Linked DNA regions of Gossypium hirsutum: region 2 is linked to region 1. A link is a contact called in public Hi-C data. All regions are on one chromosome and are shown on one strand. The core of a region is the stretch at or near the end of the contact, and the rest is flanking DNA. Distances in the headings are between cores, read along the strand shown.

Evidence for each region. A called contact is a pair of places that touch in the nucleus more often than the background predicts.
Region 2: a contact with region 1 is called in a Hi-C map of leaf, with 1.9 times the contacts expected there. The contact joins the promoter of LOC107933797 here to the promoter of LOC107948359 in region 1. A contact is called at or near these places in 3 of 34 Hi-C or Micro-C datasets (leaf and petal).

What each region holds. Positions count from the first base shown.
Region 1 is chrA04:68,182,816-68,186,269 of Gossypium_hirsutum_v2.1, forward strand. LOC107948359 (aquaporin PIP2-2) reads left to right here and starts at 1,776. Exons shown (of 4, transcript XM_016882867.2): 1 at 1,776-2,370; 2 at 2,443-2,738; 3 at 2,819-2,959; 4 at 3,056-3,396. The coding sequence starts at 2,070. The coding sequence ends at 3,175.
Region 2 is chrA04:68,671,334-68,674,564 of Gossypium_hirsutum_v2.1, forward strand. LOC107933797 reads left to right here and starts at 1,563. Exons shown (of 2, transcript XM_016866080.2): 1 at 1,563-1,937; 2 at 2,067-2,852. The coding sequence starts at 1,566. The coding sequence ends at 2,582.

The sequences.
Region 1 (3,454 bases), core at 526-3,025:
ATAAAAACCCATCCACTGCCCGATCCCCATCTATCAACCCACTTCCAGTTTACATCCAGCAAGGTAGCTCTACTATATATAGTCTTTGCAGAACAGGTGTGAAAGCAAAAGCTTCTGTTATTCAGCAATGGGAAAGGAGATGAGGCATTTGAGTTCATGGGTTGAAGTTGCACCTGCTCTTCTCATTTCTCCCCTCAGGAACAGAACATCTAATTCTCCTGTGTTGGAGACCATCACCGAAGATGAAGCTGAGGACTCCAATGACGACTAGCATTCCTCACCCATCCATATTTAGGACTGAAATCCCCCCTCCCCACATTTTGTTATAAATTGTTATCTTGGGGAATTAATGGAATGTTCCAGTTTTGTTACAGTTCAATGGTTTTTTTTTTCTCTTATTTCATTGTTACTTCGCAGGATTGTTCATCAAAGGAAAAATGTATTTGGCCTACACAAAAAAGATGATCCTTATACTTGCATTAAAATTTTGTTCCTTTTAAAACTATGTTTTGCTACCATTCTTACGGTGGGGAAAATTTAAGTCCACCTTGTGAAAAGGTGTTTGATTAAAATTAACAGTCAATAACAATGATGGTCTCCCATCTCTTTCTTTGTAAGGCTTGAGATTATGAATTGACTACTAAAGTAGGAAACTTTTCAATGCTGAAGGAGTTTTAATTCAGGTGGTAATGTGTATTATCTCAGATATAAATAATAAAAAGAGTTGCATAAAAATATATTGAAAAATGAGTTTATTTTTCTTTTTATAGTAAATAGAAAAAACACGCTTAAAAACTAGGAATCTATGGGATAGAGGTCTCTTTATGCAGTGAATTATTGACATCCCTCTAGCAATCTCGTCCTAATATATTGCGGTCTATATGTGAGAAAAATTAATTTATTTAACTTCATTACTGCTGTCTCACCCAAAGAATCAGTTATTTTGTTAATATGTTGAAATTCTATTTTCCAATTCTTAGTGCATCATTTCTGTATTAACCCAACTTCTATAATATTATTAATTGATGTGAAATTATTTCGAATAATATCTATTAAAACCTCTGTATGAATTTCTAAATATACTTTTAACCATATAATTTTGTTATAGTTGGATAATAAATGAGATTATTAAAATTAATAAAAGATTTACACCAATTACCAAAATAATTACTTGGCAGTCATTCAAATCATTATTAACAAATTTAGAAAAATATTCATTAAAAAAATCGGCAATGCAATTAGGAAAATATTGTGGCCTTATTGTGCTGTAAACTGAGTGCAAGTGATGAAAAACAGTAGAGGACAACCGACCAATCATCAAAGCGGAGACGGCATCATAACTTTTGTATCGACACGTTGGTAAAGGAAAGCCTTAAGTGTTATTATATCTCTTTCTATTTCAAGGAGTTTGGTCCATGCGATGTGATTAGAGAGCAATATTTTATGATTGATACCACGTGGCTGGACAAGAGTGGTTGAAAGGATCAACGGCGGTGCTTGGTGGGTCCGGCATTGAAATGGACGGTTGTAGTGCCTACCGCATTTTAAGTGTTTAGTCGGTACGCCTTTTTGGATCACGCCCGACACACCATTTCCATCTCTCCATTACTTAATGAAACGTGGCGAATTATTACCCACTTATCATCTATTTTGTCTTCTTTTCCACACTAGATTTTTGGCCTTTTTAATTAAGTAAAAAGAATTACAGTAATAATTTTTATTTCCACAAAAAAAACTTAAATTATATTATAGATAGCTATAATACTAACCTATATTTGTTTTTAGTTAAAGAGAATGTATATTCCAACATGAACAATAATAGTTGCCGTGTATAAATAAATGCATAATTAATGAAGCGCTTATCATTAATTTTAAGGAATATTGTCCCGAAGTAGTCCAGCAGCAAAGAGCCACCCTTGGTAGGGTCTGGTTTTCTGAAATGGGGCGGCAAAACAACTACGTTAAATTGACACCCACTCGACCACCGCACCCATATATACCCTTCTTCCAAGGATTATCTTCAAAAACAAAGGCTGTAATCCAAGCTTCTATTCAGTTTTGTAAGAGCTATGGCTAAGGACATTGAGGTTGGTGGTGAGTTCCAGGCCAAGGACTACCATGATCCTCCACCCGCTCCATTGGTAGACGCTCAGGAGTTAGCCAAGTGGTCTTTTTACAGGGCTGTCATAGCTGAGTTCATTGCCACTCTCCTCTTTCTCTACATCACTGTCTTGACTGTGATCGGTTACAAGACCCAGACCGACCTTGCTAAGGGCGGTGAAGATTGTGGAGGCGTTGGCATTCTCGGCATTGCTTGGGCTTTTGGTGGCATGATTTTTATCCTTGTTTACTGCACTGCCGGTATCTCTGGTAAGTACGCAAAATGGGCTAATAGCGGGATACGATTTAGCAAATGACTGACAACTTAGCTCAATATTGCAGGGGGACACATCAACCCAGCAGTGACCTTTGGACTTTTCTTGGCTAGGAAGGTGTCGTTAGTTCGAGCCATATTTTACATGGGTGCTCAGTGTTTGGGAGCCATATGTGGATGTGGGCTGGTCAAGGCCTTCCAAAACTCATACTACAACCAGTATGGAGGAGGAGCCAACAGCCTGGCTGAAGGATACAGCACTGGAACTGGTTTGGCGGCTGAAATCATCGGCACCTTTGTCCTTGTCTACACTGTTTTCTCTGCAACTGATCCCAAGAGGAATGCAAGAGACTCCCATATCCCTGTATGTCTCTTAACTTTAACCAAATCACAAACGTAAATTGTATTGTATCAGTTATGAATTGTTGTGTATTGTTGTTTAAGGTCTTGGCACCACTTCCCATTGGGTTTGCTGTGTTCATGGTTCACTTAGCCACTATTCCCATCACCGGAACCGGTATCAACCCAGCTCGTAGTTTGGGGGCTGCTGTTATCTTCAACCAGGACAAGATATGGGATGACCATGTATGAACCTTTTGAGTTATACAACTTTTTTTTATTTTTGGCCCTTGTCTTATGACACCTTATAAAAATTTTGTTGTTTCTTTGAAATGGATGCAGTGGATATTCTGGGTAGGACCTTTCATTGGAGCTGCAATTGCCGCAATCTATCACCAGTTTGTATTGAGGGCATCGGGTGCTAAAGCTCTGGGATCCTTCAGGAGCAGCTCTGCCATGTAAAATATGTTGAAGCAAGAATTGTGCAGCCATAAGTTCAAAGTAAATTAAGGCTGGCATGCATGGATGAATGAAATGAAGTTTTCTTCAGACCATTGAATTTGTAAAGAATAATCAAAGTGTAATGCTTCTTCTCTATGTATCTGGCACTTATTTTTAACGTGCCTCAAACTTTGCTTTATCTAAATGGAGTTCAGTTCCATTTCCTAAGAATATGGAAAATAGATTTGAGTTGTCTACAAGTGTGTTAATCCGAGTATATAGTTGTTTTAAGATTCATGG
Region 2 (3,231 bases), core at 313-2,812, 490 kb after region 1:
CTGCCAGCATTAGATGAAATGTTACTTGATAGTTTTTTATGTCTTGCAAAGCAAGACATAAAAAGGGATCAAAGCAATGAAGATTTAGAAACAAAGGTAGAACTTATCATCTCATATTTAAGCAGCTCTTAAGCATATTTGCTACTTGTTTTATCAACTTCGGTCTTGAAAACAAGTACTATTCTTGTTCTTCGAACACTCAGGACTTGGATTTTATTTTGTGGAAAACAAGACGTGTGTTATGAAATTTTCATATATCTGTACATAAGCTCTGCAACAAAGACAGAGGCAGGTTCTCTGAAAAATCAAAACACAATTTTTATAATGTGTACAGATGGAGTTGGAGAAATGAGAAGTTCTATTGTGTTGCCAATGCAGCTGATTAAGTTTCAATATGGAAAGACTAAAGTACTTTTGTGGTGTCTATTTTAGGCTAATATTTCTACCCATATCAACTTTGTTTCATTGGAAATGCCTACTCCTACTCTAGACACAAAGAACATACATGTTTTTCTTTTCTGAGACTACCCATTAACCCTTCTTCTCAATTTCAAATCGTAAGTCCTATCCAACATATTGATTTAAAATCCAATTTCTTGACTTATGGGTATCATGAAAAATATTGATAAATAGTTATCATTTTATATTTTCAAGGAAAATTAAATGGAAAGCAAAAAGAAAAAGCTACTAACTTTTAGAGTAGTTTGGAAAGTTAATGAGTCCATGAAAAGCCATAGGTCTAAAGCTCACGATCATTTTGGGCTAACTTCCAAGTTACAGTAGAAATTGCTTAATCTAAACCGCCATAAATTCCAAAATCTTGGGAAAACGTAAAGAAAAAGGGTCATTCCGAGAATTGAACTCGGGACCTCTCGCACCCTAATCGAGAATCATACTACTAGACCAAATGCCCTAATTGATTTTTGCTCATGACATCAAAATATTAAAGAAAGATTCCAAAATTATATATGATATTTTAATTATAATTTAAATATATACGCAAAATTTTAATTTTGATTTAAGTAAAACATATTTAAAAAAATAAACTCATAAATTTATTTTTATATTGAATTAATATAATTATTTGTGCATGTAATATATAAACATAAAATAATGTTATATCAATATAATTATTAATAATTTATAAGAATTGAACCAAATCAAAATTTCATTTATAAAATTATACAAAATTAAAATTTATGTATAAAATTACATATTAAATTAATATTCAAATAATTTGCGTTAATTATTTGTGTGTGTACAGAAGATATAATCTTCAAGCTAACATAAAGCGGATATTAATTGCAATGTTTAAAGAGACGTTTGTGAGTCATGAGTTATGAGTTGCTGGATTATTTCGGTTCACTATCCATGATTTGTCCTGATTGGAGCTTCAATTAGAAAGCAGATTATATTTGACAATGGGCGATTACGAGAGTTGATACCACCTGCTTGTCCTGGGTTGGTTTAGAGTCCCCCTTGGTGGTCCACTATTATGACATACAGAATCAACATGACTGCAACAAATAGTATCCATATCATGTATATGGGTCTCTTACGAAAAGATGTGGAGTTGGATGAATCCATGGCCATCACCACATCTTCCACTGCCCAAAGGTTCCACCACTTCTATATTCCAATGCTTTTCCTTATTCTTTCAACACCATACAACCCCCACACTGATGCTGATAAATAACCCTCTCTCCCTCCATGTATTCCCCCCTCCCCCTTTTTTCTCAATGGCTAATAACCTCTCTTTATGTCTCGTAGGAGCCATGGATCGTCTCTGGTTTCAACAGATTATTCTTTTCCCAGACCCCTTTTCACCATATTTCCCCCTTGAACCAAAGCAGCCCCTCTCAGAATCTACCACTACAAGCTCATCATCTTCAAGCCTCTCTTTATCATCTGTTGCAGACCAAGAAATACCAGCGCTGGTAAACAGTAATAATAATAATAAAATGAATGAAAAAGAACTATGCTCATCAAGTTCAACACTCTTGAAATATGTTTCTTATTTTTTGTTTCATTTTTGCTGTTGTTTTTCATGGTGATCAAATTCTTAGGATGATCCTAAAAAAGAGGAAAAACAATTGAAGAAAAGATCAAGAAGAGGGAATCTTAGTCGTTCACATTCTCCATCACAATCGACTCATAAACATCAGAGGATTAACCATCAATGCAAACTGCAAAAATCCACGAGTTGTAGGAGCTTGAAAGACTTGGAACTGGAAGAAGTAAAAGGGTTCATGGATCTTGGATTTGTATTCACAAAAGAGCACTTGAACGCCAGGATGATTAGTGTTATCCCCGGCTTGCTCAGACTTGGATTTTCCAGAACTAAACGGATCCATAATGAAGTCAATGTTGATGCTGACCAACTATCTAAAGACGATGATATTGAACAAGAAGAGAAGAGAGGTGTTATAAGACCATATTTATCAGAAGCTTGGCTGATTAAAAGACCCGATTCTCCTTTGCTGAATCTAAGAGTACCAAGGGTCTCTGCTGCTGCTGATATGAAGAAACATCTCAAGTTTTGGGCTAGAACTGTTGCATATGTAGTTCAACAAGATTCATAAAACAAGAGAGCAGATCCCAACTTCGAACCTAAATCTACCACACAACTAGGTCTATAGCTAGCTGCAACTGTAAAAAGAGGAGTTTGTAATAAAAAAGTCATAAAAGATAGTGTACTCTAAATAAAAGATGAGCCAAAAGCTCTTTTTGTCACCATTTTTAACTACTAGTAGTGGTTAGGATAAATGGAAAAAACTTTAAAAAGGATCTTTTTCTTTTGTTATATTGAGTCATCCAAATTGCTGAAAAGATAAGGCAAACCAAAAAAGGAAGATGATCATGATGGTCCTACCATGTTCCGGGTTGAGAAAGAATCAGAAACAGTAATAATAGGAAACATGGCTTTTAACATCCGCCAAGAGCTAGCTCCATTTCTACTGTTCTATCCCAAGTTTTGTCTGCATTTGATGTTGAGAATGTCCATGCCCATGCATATATGGCCATGGTATTCCTGTGAGGTTTAACATATCAAATCATGGGGGGAATGGTTTTTTCTTTCATAATGATTATTTGTCCGGCATTCTTAAATCTTATTTAACAGACTTTTAGCAGCATTTTTTTAGGTTTATAAGCACCGCTAAAACAATTTGCGGCGTTTTTATAAGCGCTGCAAAAAATGCCAATATAGATTACGCCACTAAAATTTGTGAC